Regions from separate parts of the Mus musculus genome. Here region 1 is linked to region 2. Evidence: chromatin contacts called from public HiChIP or PLAC-seq data. All regions are on one chromosome and are shown on one strand. The core of a region is the stretch at or near the end of the contact, and the rest is flanking DNA. Distances in the headings are between cores, read along the strand shown. Region 1 overlaps Mrvi1 (MRV integration site 1). Region 2 overlaps Rnf141 (ring finger protein 141).

The links. HiChIP or PLAC-seq counts read pairs in DNA pulled down with a chosen protein or histone mark.
Region 1: a contact with region 2 is called in an H3K4me3 HiChIP or PLAC-seq map of the 230-238 cell line, with 18 read pairs. The contact joins two enhancer-like sites. A contact is called at or near these places in 2 of 39 promoter capture datasets (both in embryonic stem cells), 6 of 15 datasets of contacts at CTCF or cohesin (the G1E-ER4 cell line, the NIH/3T3 cell line, embryonic stem cells and 1 more), 71 of 484 Hi-C or Micro-C datasets (3T3-L1-derived adipocytes, the AtT-20 cell line, B cells and 37 more), 26 of 115 datasets of contacts at active chromatin or transcription factors (the 230-238 cell line, CD4 single positive thymocytes, CD8 T cells and 15 more) and 5 of 9 other capture datasets (adipose tissue, bone marrow-derived macrophages, liver and 2 more).

What each region holds. Positions count from the first base shown.
Region 1 is chr7:110,949,179-110,955,005 of GRCm38.p6, reverse strand. All of the region lies in intron 1 of Mrvi1 (MRV integration site 1), which reads left to right. Among named protein-coding and RNA genes, the nearest start is that of Mrvi1, 30 kb to the left of the region's middle. Within about 2 kb of position 4,320, at least 36 of the 459 cell types and tissues checked have an H3K27ac peak or open chromatin away from gene starts, as enhancers often do. A contact at or near this core is called in the 230-238 cell line, the G1E-ER4 cell line, the NIH/3T3 cell line and 2 more, where this site is marked.
Region 2 is chr7:110,820,075-110,825,792 of GRCm38.p6, reverse strand. It overlaps Rnf141 (ring finger protein 141), which reads left to right. Exons shown (of 6, transcript NM_025999.3): 4 at 395-576; 5 at 4,432-4,539. Among named protein-coding and RNA genes, the nearest start is that of Rnf141, 21 kb to the left of the region's middle. Within about 2 kb of position 1,437, at least 125 of the 459 cell types and tissues checked have an H3K27ac peak or open chromatin away from gene starts, as enhancers often do. A contact at or near this core is called in the 230-238 cell line, the G1E-ER4 cell line, the NIH/3T3 cell line and 2 more, where this site is marked.

The DNA of each region.
Region 1 (5,827 bases), core at 3,071-5,570, 130 kb before region 2:
AGAGGTGAGGAGATGGCTTCCTTCCCTTGAGCATCCTGGAAGACCACAGCTCTGCTAACACTCAGATTGTATTTATTTATTCTGAAATGTTGATATTTTTGTTTTATGTGAGTGTGGGTGTTTTGCCTGCATGTATGTCTGTGCTCTCCTTACATTCCTGATGTCCACAGAGGCCAGAAGAAGGTGTCAGATCTACATTTGGAGTTACAGATGGTTGTGGGTGCTGGGAGTTGAACCCAGGTTCTCTGAAAAGTAGCCAGCACTGCTAACTGATGAGCCGTTTTCCCAGCCCATCCGCAATACCAAGATCTTAGCGAACAGAAAGGGAAGTTACCTCTCAATATGAGCATTGTAAGATAATAAATTGGTGTTGTTTTACATCACCACATTAGTGGTGATTGGTTGTAACAGCAGTGAAAAAAAAGAGGAAAGGAACCACTTTTCCTATGGTAAAGAAGAGGAATGGCTTAGAAGGAGGGGGTGTTAGAATTGGGTTCTGAAGGACGAATAGGAGATTTTCAGGGACCAAAGGACCAAAAGCAGTTCAGGCAGAGGGGAGAAGATGTGTGCAAAGGTTATCAAAGATGCAGTGAGCATCCCCAAGGGTAGCCATTTGTTAGACACTGTGGTCAGAACATATAGCTTCTGTGGTACTTCCAGGAGGACTTGTCTAAAGGCAACTGGAAGGCTCACAGCCAGGGTGATAGTGTTCTGTGTGCACCAGATAGGGATAAAAGCCAGGCTAGCCTAGCTTCAGAGCATGCAGCAAACACTACACCTGGCACTCTGGGAGAAGAGGTGGCACTCAGCTCTGTTTGCAGAAGCGCCTATTACTGCTAAGTGGATGTCACTAATGACAGCAGAGATGAGGTGGACAGTGGCCTGTCAGTGACCGTTCTCCTCTGGAGAGCACAGGTCCTAGTGAGACTTAACAAGACTCCAAGAGAGTGGCCGAGGAGTGACGCCCTTCAGTTTCAGCTAACGTAGTCTATCTGTACTGGTGTGTGTGTGTGTGTGTGTGTGTGTACGTGCGTGCACATATGTGGGTGAGCATGTGTGTGTGGAGGCCAGACCAACCTCAAGTGTTGTTCCTAGATAACTGTTGTTTTGAGACAGGGTCTCTCTTCGGAACTTGGAACTTGCCTGTTAGGTTAGGCTAGAAAACCTAAGAGTTGGCCCTTGTGAGCCAGGGGGCCAGTTCCTAAACCCCACCACAGAAGCTTCTCTAAAACACAAGGACTAGGGTTCAAGTTCAGCCAGACTTAATAATTCTCAGATTCATCCACCTGGGCAAGGCAGAGCCAATCCCGGAGCCTGAGAGCGGTCCTGACCCTCCATTTATTCTGAGCATCCCTTGGGGGCCCTATTCTTTATGGGGTCTCTCAGAGCTTGGCAGACTGAGTAGTCCTTGACTCCAGTGATGACTCATGACACCCTGGCATGAGTGACAGGGGATGTGTCTCTGGACAGCCAGGCACAAAGGGAACTGGGTAAGATTTATATCTGCTTGGAGCCAAATAGGAGGTTCAGCTACTTTGCTGCCATTGCCGGTGCCTTTGAACTGCCTCAGATTGAGCAATCACACATATTTCCAAGAAGAAAAAAAAAGTTTTCAAGCAGACTTGTTTTTTTAAAAAAAGAACTGCTGAAGTGAACAAGCTGGAGAGGAAACCTGGGGAGATGCTTTGGCTTATTTCCTGTCATGATGGGGAGGGGAAGTGGGGAGGGGCAGGGAGGTCTGGCCCTGGCCTGAGCATTCTTCAGAGGCTGAAGGATGTAGAACATGGATAACCAGGGCTGTCCCAAGCCTCCCTGTGCTCCAGGAGCCTTTGCAGCAAGGACTTTCTAAGTGTCAGGGCAGGAGAGAACATGGCATTACTCCTGATGGGTATGCATCTGTGCCCTTGTACAGATGGTGTGCCCTTGTACAGATGGTGTGCCCTTGTACAGATGGTGTGTCTTGTACAGATGGTGTGCCCTTGTACAGATGGTGTGACTTGTACAGATGGTGTGCCCTTGTACAGATGGTGTGACTTGTACAGATGGTGTGCCTTGTACAGATGGTGTGCCCTTGTACAGATGGTGTGCCTTGTACAGATAGTGTGCCTTGGTTTGTAGGCGATTGCTGGCTGTAGCAAACAAATGGATGGGCAATCACAGGGACACACTGAGTTATTCTCAAGGCTGCCACAGGTCTGGGCACTGAAATGACTGGGCTGACCCAATCATGGGATGTCACAGCCTCCAGAGGATGTCCCTGAGCATGCTCTATTTTGACATACCTCTTTGGGAATCTCTTCCTTAGAGTTCTGTCTGAGAAACAGGCTCGAGACTTCAGACTATGGACTGCTCACCTTCCAAGAGAATTGGGGAGCTGGTCCCTCTGGGACACCCCAGCCTCAGCACTGTCACTGTCTTCCCCTCACCCCATCATCCTGGGGAAGGTGGGTTGCTTCTTCTTGAGTTTGTCTCCCCCTTTTTCTTTTTCTCCCCTCCCCCATACTTGTATAATCACATTTAATCACAAAACCCACAAGGAAAGCAGTTGCCATGTGAGGTCACTGTGAGAATGACAGGGAATAAGCATCCGAGAACCTAGGAAATTTGCCCAAGCCACACTGTGAATGGTTCTGCTTTTCTTGACTGTTTCCAGTTTGTATCACACATTGATAAATCTACTTGTTAGTTATTTGTGGTTTTTATACGGCCTTTATACAATCACCAGTCTGCCCTGCTGTGTCTAGCTACCGAAGCAAATGCTTCAAGTTTCTTATTTAGCTCTTAAGTTTTCTCTTTATGGGACTGAAGATCAACACTCAGGTCTCAAGCTAGCCAAATGCTCTGCCTCCAAACTTATCCACTTCTGTATTTTTAATTTCAAGACAGGGTTTCACTAAGTTGCCCTGGTGGACCTCGAGTGATACATCTTTTGTTTTTAGATCCTTTTCCATTCTGTCCGAGGCTGACAAGACAGAGCCAAGACTCCTCCTTTTCCTACTCTCTCATATGTCTACACACCCCTTCCCCACACGCACATACACCCCACAGACACACACAAGAGGAAGAGTAACCTGAGGGAGATAACTCAGTGGCACTCCTGTCTTGAGGAATTCTCTCACTCCCTACACAGCCAACAAACATGCTGGTTCCAGACTTTCCTGGTGTGGTCTGGCCTATTCTGAGCAGGACTGGCTCACTACAGACACCCCAGGAGTGGATGGTGTGGCCAGAGAAAACAGGACCCCAGAATGATGTCCCAGACAAGGGAATATCTTAGGAATCATGTGTGCTGGAGATGCCATCCTTACTCCCATTCTTCTCATTAACTCAAATATATTTTCAGGGGAGAGTCTGGGAGCCCATTGTCAGACAGATGGTATAAGTGTTCATTCATGTCTCCATTTGTCCAGACAACCCAAGTGTGCGTGTGGCCAGTCACTGTGGAAAGCCTTCTCTTGGAAAGTCTTCTCTTTGGTCAGGTTTTGGTAACTGCAGCTGGGAGAACTCAGATGGCTATTCAGAGCAGGCATGGAAAGTTCCAGAAAGCATGTTAAGTCTGCATGTCGCAGGCATTTACGACTCTAACTCTTACACCAATCCTAAAAGCTCCACACGGCCACCTTCTTTTTGCAAATGAGAAAACAGAGGCCTAGGTGTACTGACCCAGCTAGGTAGAACTAGGAGAGTTGCAACTGTATCTGCTGAGCTCTTGCAACTGTATCTGTGGAGCTCTTGGATTCTTTTACAGCATGCAGGAGATATGCCCAGCCCACTCAGGGTACAGGACACAGCTCTGCAGTTGGCCAGGCCATAGAGATTCTGCCCAGTACCTCAGGATCATCTTAGTCGACTGAGGACATTCTGAGGCCACCCAGGGTGAGGACAAGAAAGAGGATCCTCTCTGCTGTGAGTGAGACCATGAGTAGAAGGAGGATGAGAGGCTCTGCTCTCACGCGGGCTTGTCTTCTGCCTTCAGCCAGCCTCAGCAGGGGCTCACTGACCTTCCGTAGGTGTGGCCTTGGTCATATCCGCCCTCCCACCTCAGCTTTGGCTCCCCATCTGCAAAAGTGGCAATGGAAAGCAGTCTCCTGCCTCTCTGAATTTGTAGAGGGGCTGAGAGAGATGTGTGTGCACAGTTACTTCAAGCAGTCTCCTGCCTCAGCCTTTTGTCCAGAGAGAAGCTAGGCTGGATATTAATAGCAACCTAATCACACTCACATTCTTTGAGTGCTAAATGAAAGCAAAAATCCCAAGCTGGAAGAACAGAGCCCTCCCTTCTGAGAAGCCTGAGTCACCCCAGAGGGGTTCATGAGGCTTGCTTAACCCCTTGCTCCCCACAAGGACCTCTCAACTCTTCTAGAGGAACAGAGCTACTCAGAGCACACATGCACATGCACGCCATGCTCCTGGGACACTGTGGCTTCAAGTGAGGGGTTTGATCTTTTCTGGGCAAGTCACAAGGCTCTGAGAGAGGCCAGCAGGCTTGGTCCCTCAGGGAGCTGCAGAGTCAGGCAATACACTGGCATGCCTGCCACTGCCATTCATGGATGATGCCTTCAGTCCTCTGGCATCTGTCAAATGGGACTAATTGTGTTACCAGTGTCAGAACGTCCATTGCCACCTGCCAGGGAGGCTGAGAGCCCTGAGGGTATCTCTGTAAAACCTGTTCATGTCTCCCCCTGACTATTGAAGATAGCCTGGTGCTTAATGAGGTATGGGACTTACCAGGTGGGCCAAATTTCCTGTATCTACTGAAGTCCCGATGGCTGCTGGGAACAGAATAAAGTGTGGCCTTCATTGCCAGAGCCCTCCTGCCTTCCCCCACTGCCTGTCCCCTGACAGCCCGCAGGGTTCTAAGGCAGCTCTTTATGGGACAGAGCCCAGGCTTTTGATCTTGGCGTGAGGCTTCCTGGCATGAGTGGCTCAATGACAAGTCTCTGGACAGTTGTGTGACTAGAAGAGTAAGAAGTGAGTGAGGCTGAGTGCGCCGCCGCTGCCTCTTCCTCGCACAGTGAACGAACACATCGTTACACCACATACCAGGGACACGAAGCCTCAAGCTGTGGACCTTCTCTGAGCAAGTACACATGTGGGCAAGCTCACATTTGCAGGCCAGAGGCCAACCTCAAATGACGGTTTAGTCTTCTTCCTTGTTTGTGGCAGGATCTCTTGTTTGTGCTCCATACACCAGGCAAGGTGGCCTACCAGCCTCTTGAGTTTTCCTGTCTTCTCCCCCTATCTTTCCTTAGAAGCAATGGGATCACGGATGCCTGCTGTCACACCCAGTGCTCTGTGGACTCTGGAGATTTGAACTCAGGTCCTCATGCTTGTGTGGCAAGCACTTTACCTATGGAGCCATCTCCCAAAGCTGGACCCCTTACTTTACCCTCAGAAGACACTTGGCCTGGCAACCAAAGGCTTAGTGTTACTTCCCCTCCCCGCCTCCGGGAGCTTATACCCCACTTCTCCCTCCTGGAGGGGAGCCTTGCACAAGGCTTTTTGGCTGTCTCCTAGGTAAGAGAGAAGATGGCGCCTTTGGACTCAGACTTAGCAGCTACACGGCCTTGTTGATTGTCTCCCTGCTTCAGTGCTTTATTGTATTAGATGAAAGTAATAAAGCTTACAGAGAAGGGCTGGGGCATAGCTCAGTCGGGAGAAGGACAGCTCCAGGAAAGGTTCATGAGCCCCTGCTCCTGGGGCATGAGTGTGAGGCTGGCGTTTGCTTGGCATGTTCAGGGCCTTGGGTTCAATTTCAGCATTGCACAAAAACAAAACTAAATAAACACACACCCTGTCTTGTAGGGGTTAAGTATGGCACGTGACCATA
Region 2 (5,718 bases), core at 188-2,687:
TGTAATGCTAACAACACTCGGGAAGCTGAGGAAGGGGATCTCCAGTTCTAGGCCGGCCTGGGCGACAGACCAAGCAGATGTCTCAAAAAGAATGAATTAAAACATCACAGTGAAAAGTTTCAGTAATCTCTAAAATTAATTTCTCAACTCCAGGAAAGTCACCTGATGTTTCAACCTGAGATAGGCCAGTACTTGATCAGCCTTGCAGGGTTATTTTAGATATCAGATGGGAAAATTTAGTAAGTTCTCTGATGAACCGCACAACTGAAGAAAATGTATATGTTCTTTTATTTAGACTCCTATTTTTCTAGGTATATTGTGCACTGCAAAGTCTGTTTCCCAGGATATTGACTGACTGCTATGTGTCTATGTTCCCCTCTCCCTTTGTTTCTAGATTAACAAAAGCAGTGGCATTGTGGAAGCATCGCGGATCATGAATTTGTACCAGTTTATTCAGCTCTATAAAGACATCACAAGCCAAGCTGCTGGAGTGCTGGCTCAGAGCTCCACCTCTGAAGAGCCTGATGAGAACCCATCCTCGGTCACATCTTGCCAGGCTAGTCTATGGATGGGCAGGTGCGCGCCACAGGACAATGAGCAGGCAAAGCGCTAAGATCATAGTACACCTTCCCTAGCGCTCTATGACCCCGTCAGTTCTCATGTCTCAGCCTGTGGTAGGCAGGTCAGTTTTAGGTTAGTCTGCCTTCCGTTCATTTCAGTCCCAGATTCGCTGTCAGCTCCCTGCCCAGGAACCCACGCTCTGTCTCTTACGTTTGGATAGGAAATACTGATGCCTTCCCTTTAACAGATTTTTAAACAGTCAAAGTCCTTTATAAAATTAGGTCCAGAACTGGAACCATTCAGAAGTTATTTAATTGGAAGTTAAATTTTTAAACATTGTCTTTAGGCCTTGGTGTCTACTCAGGGAAGAAAAGCAGTGGTGCACGTATGGACGCTGCACAGCAGGAGGAAGTGACGTCAGCTGCAGTTTGCCATGACAGTGCCTGTTCCCTAGGGCCTCATGTATGCTGTTCCTTCTGAGCTCTCCTCCCATGCTTTCGGTGTGTGAAAGCTCCCAACTGTTGCTGCCTGATGATGTGACGTAATTCAGTTTGTAACTACCTCATTGGAAAAAGGCCTCTATGGCTCCAGGCATGCTAACATTCTGTCTCACTGTGACTGGCACTGGTTGGTGTGATGCAGAATCTGCATCAACTGTGTCCTCCTCAGAGGTAGGAGTGTGTCTGACAGGAGTTTCAGTCTATTGCATTGCTTCAGTTACAGCTGCATTTTCCCTTCACTTGTAATCAGCTGGTTTCCTCATCCCGTGCTGTGTAGTTGACTTGTATTTTCCATTTGAACCTCACTGTTAGGTGTACAGTGGGCTCTGTTACCAGCCTGTTGTGTGAGTGTCACTGTGCTGTAGCAGTGCTTAGGCCTGTCAGAGGTCTGATTTTTCTGCTCTTTCCTTGTCTCAGTTCAGAGTGGTAATCTTTTTCTAAGTGTTTTGAAAGCTGAGAGTGGTTTTTTACTTGCCTCTGTAGCCACACCACAGCAAGTAAAAAGTTCCTGTTGCGGTCATCTTCAGGAAAGGGGTGAAAGTGTGACTCAAAGACTGGAAGCAGCGCCAGCTGGTTGGGTGAGCCAGCACTTGGTTTCATGTGTTGTGAGCCTCCAGTGGTACCCTGGGACCCAGGTCATAGAAAAAGGCCTTTGCAAGTAGGAGAGTCTGGGGGCCTTCTGAGTTTTGCTTTATGTTAGATGTGTGGTTCTATTAATGGCTAGAGTTTGTGGAGGACTTGCAGTTCATTAAACCCTGCAGTGACTCCACGGGAATACAGTTGATCAGACGAGGAAGCAGGTTTAGGAGAATAAGTGCATGACTAGACCCTGACATGGCTGAGCCCACTGACACATTTAGCCCATTGCAGCTTAGTGGTTTGGAGGAGGAGCTGGAGATTGGCCAACTCTGTGGTGCTCTGATGCCACTGATCCCAGGGGCTGCTCTGTCTGTCTGCACTATCACGTCTGAGCCATAGTTCACCAAATGGAAGGAAGCCAGCTTGTACTTACAATGCGTTACTACTGTCCCCCACAGCTCTGGGAGATTCACTCCCTCAATGAAGCAATCTTTTTCTCACCCAGATAGCTTTACTAGTGTGAAAGTTTTCCTTTTCCCTTTTACCTCAGAGTAGTCTGACCCTCTGGAGGCAGCACAGCAAAGGCCCTAGAACCAACTGGCCTGTGCTCCAGCCTTCACTCTTCTCTTTCATCAGTTCCTCACCTTTTAAAGAGGATGAGAGCGATGTCATGTGCCCCAGAGGGCTGTCGGCAGTTAATTGAGTTAATAGATGGGACACACAGCGGTATGTGTGGGCGAGTTACCTGTCACCATTATTAGTAAATCATTAGAGTGCCCTTGAGTGCAGAGGCCATGCCCTCTGGAATTCTACCCAACAAGTGTGATCTCTTCTGCCCTTCAAATGTTTGAAAACTCCTCAAATTTCCATTGAGCCTTGCTCTCCACAGTAAGTGTCTCCAGCCTTTGTTCACGTGGTTCTCCGTACCTTAGGAGCATCGAGTGGCTGTCCTGTCCCCGTGGTGCTGGAAAGGTAGCAGACAGTGTGGGCATGGAGTACCTTCCTCCAGCAGTCTCTGTCTCATTCTTCTCGGGCTACAGTGCTGTTTTTATATAGTCATCTGCTCCCAACTCTGAAACTTTCCTGTCAGAACACTCTGTCACTCTTTGGGGAGTCTGTTGTATTTTCTGTCCCTGACACCCTCAGGTGAAAATTTGAAGCCCCAAAGCAGAAATGCTAAGTCAGTGGATCTGAAAAGGCATTAAAATGTTAGATATGTATATAGGTGTTGATATGTTTATTTATATGTGACTGATGTATTGTGTATATGTGTGGATACACAAATGTATGTGTGAGCACACATATCAGAGCCATATGCATGTAGGTTTTCACCCATTTCACTATTTCAATTCAATGGGCATGCTTTTCTCCACAACAGAAGCAAACATGAATCTGTTACCTGACCTTAATGGTATGTCCGTAGTAATGCTCCTTAATCCAGCCCCAGCTGCCTCAGGAGCACTGTGAGACGAGGTTCTACCTGGTTTCCCTCACTGTCAACTGCCCTTGCTCTCCACTCAGTTAACTTCTGAAGTCCTGTATCAGCAGGAGCTCATGCTGCCTCGAGTTTGTCTGTTAGAGCAAGTTCAGAGTTAGTATTTTGACATTAAAAAATCAGATTGTCTTTGCTATATAATCAGTCTTTTCCTCTCGGTTTAACTCATGAGCATCATGCAGCCTTACACACGCACATGCACACAAATGCACACATGCATACACACACACACACACACACACACACACACACACAGGTTTCATGTTTTCTTTTATGCCTCCATGACTTACTTTATGATCTGTCAAAGTCCTGTGATTTTTTTTTCCTCTCACGTTTCCTAAAGTACTTACTTGACTTGGCACATACTGTTCGTGCTGTACATTTGACACTTATTTATTTCAGGTCAACAAGTTCCAAGTGCTATTGCCGACTTTCATGCTGTGCTGTAATTATAGCAGGGAATGGAAATTATATGAGACACAGCTCCTACCCTTAAGGAGAGTGGGACTATACTTTGAAACATTCAGTTTTAAACAACGGGAAAGCTCAAAGAATAAAACATTGAAAATCACTTTTGGAAACATTACATTAAAAAAGCTAACCTATGGAGTGACTAACCATGGAACAGCTGTATGCAATTTTTAAATCATTTAATTGAGGGAGAAGTTGGTTTTGAGAGCAGAAGGAAATGGATATTTTAAGCTGAGCTGCTGGAGTTGGAATTGACTAAACTCCATGAGCAAATGAGCAGGGCTCCTGTGGCGCTGGCTCCAAGCCAGTGTCAGCGAGTCAGCGAAGGCTCTCTCTCCAAGCTCCCTAAGTTGGAGCTGTGCTCCAGCCCTTCTGTGTTTTCTCTGGAGTCTGATACTTAGGCCACTCCTGCCATTTCTCTCCAATACTGCAGGGCCACTGTAAGGCCCTGAGGAAGAGGCATCCATGTGTCCCTTATGGCAAGTACATTATATACTGGTTGATTTCCTGTAAATTCAGTATGCCTAAAATGGACTGAGTTATTTCGGAAAGACTTGAGTTTGCAGTTTTTGTTCAGATTTAGTTTTCTTTAACCTGTACAGGGTTTATCTTTTATAGTCTTTAGAAACTTAACATCAGTGTTTCTTCCCTAATAGATTTGCTATGCCCAAAAGATGGTCATTTTGGTCTGGCTTTGCTCTGCACATTAGTCATTGTGTGATTTATACTGTGGGTGTTTGCTGGTGCTTTGTAAGGCAGTGAGACAAAGTAGGAAGCAAGTGCACAGAGACTGCCATTGTCCAGCTCCGTTGTCGTCACACTCAGGGTGAAGCAGCTGACTGATGAGGAGGAGTGTTGTATCTGCATGGACGGGCGAGCTGACCTCATCCTGCCCTGTGCTCACAGCTTCTGTCAGAAGTGCATTGATAAATGGTAAGTTATCCGCTGCCCTTGGAGATAGCACAGGTCAGCTGGGACTGTAACTAAACAACTGGAAACACAACCATGAGAGCTTTGCTCTCTAGTCCTCTGAGTAGTCCTCTGCTGTGCTGCCCCCTAGCTCAGTGAAGTGTGGGGATGCAGCAGGGCTTTGACACATGGACTTTAAGAGTCTTGATGCCTGATTTGGATCTAGAATCGGGTTTGTTTGGGGTTTTTTTTTGTTTTTTGTTTTTTATGCCCCTTGCCCCCATAATTCTCTATATGTGTGTGAAGGAACCAAATTCTCAACTGTGGAATCTGGAGGGATATTAGGTCAGCTATTTAAAGTCTTACAAGATAATAGACTATCTAGGAGACTTTATAGTGACATTCAGTAAGCTACATGTATCTAAATATAAATGCTTTAATTTATGTGCACACTCATGAAAGCTGTCACAACATGAAGAGCAAACCCATCAGTCCCAGAATCACCTGAAGCCTGGTTCTTAGGCAGCAATTAATTGCTTTCATTTGCCAACAATACTTTGGATTTGCTAGACTTTAAAGCAGCACCACACAGAGTGTTCTCTCTGTTGTCTAGCATCTTTCAATCAGTGCGATCAGCTGGAGATTTAACCATGTCTTAAGTGCAGATAATTGCCAGATAAAGGCTTCTCTGTTTGTGGACAAGTAGTTTTATGGACATCTATTTTGACTTTTTCTTGGGTGGCTACCTCTGATGACCAGGTCATATAGCAGGTGTTTCTCAAAAAATGCCAGCTCACTTCCAAAAGAAGTCATACTTTTTTAAAAGGTTGTTTGTTTGATTATTTGTTTGTTTATTTGTTTGTTTGTTTGTTGAGACAAGATCTAGCAGTGTAGAGACCATGAAGGTCTCAACTGGATCTTGTGACAATCCTCCTGCCTCAGCCTCTCAAATTTGGGATTATAGATGTGTGCCACCATGCTTGGCTCCTTCTCATCTTTTTTTTTTTGTGCCCTCTCCAATACCACATAGGAGTCCACTGCCTTTGCCTATGCTAGCCAGCCTTGTACTCAGGCATGGGCAGTGTCTCTGTGGCTCTCCCTTACATCCACTACTGGCTGCCAAGTTGTCATCTGTGCATCTTAAATGATAGTCTAGTCAAGTCTCTGCCCATTTTATTATTTCACTGTACACTTGTTCTCTCC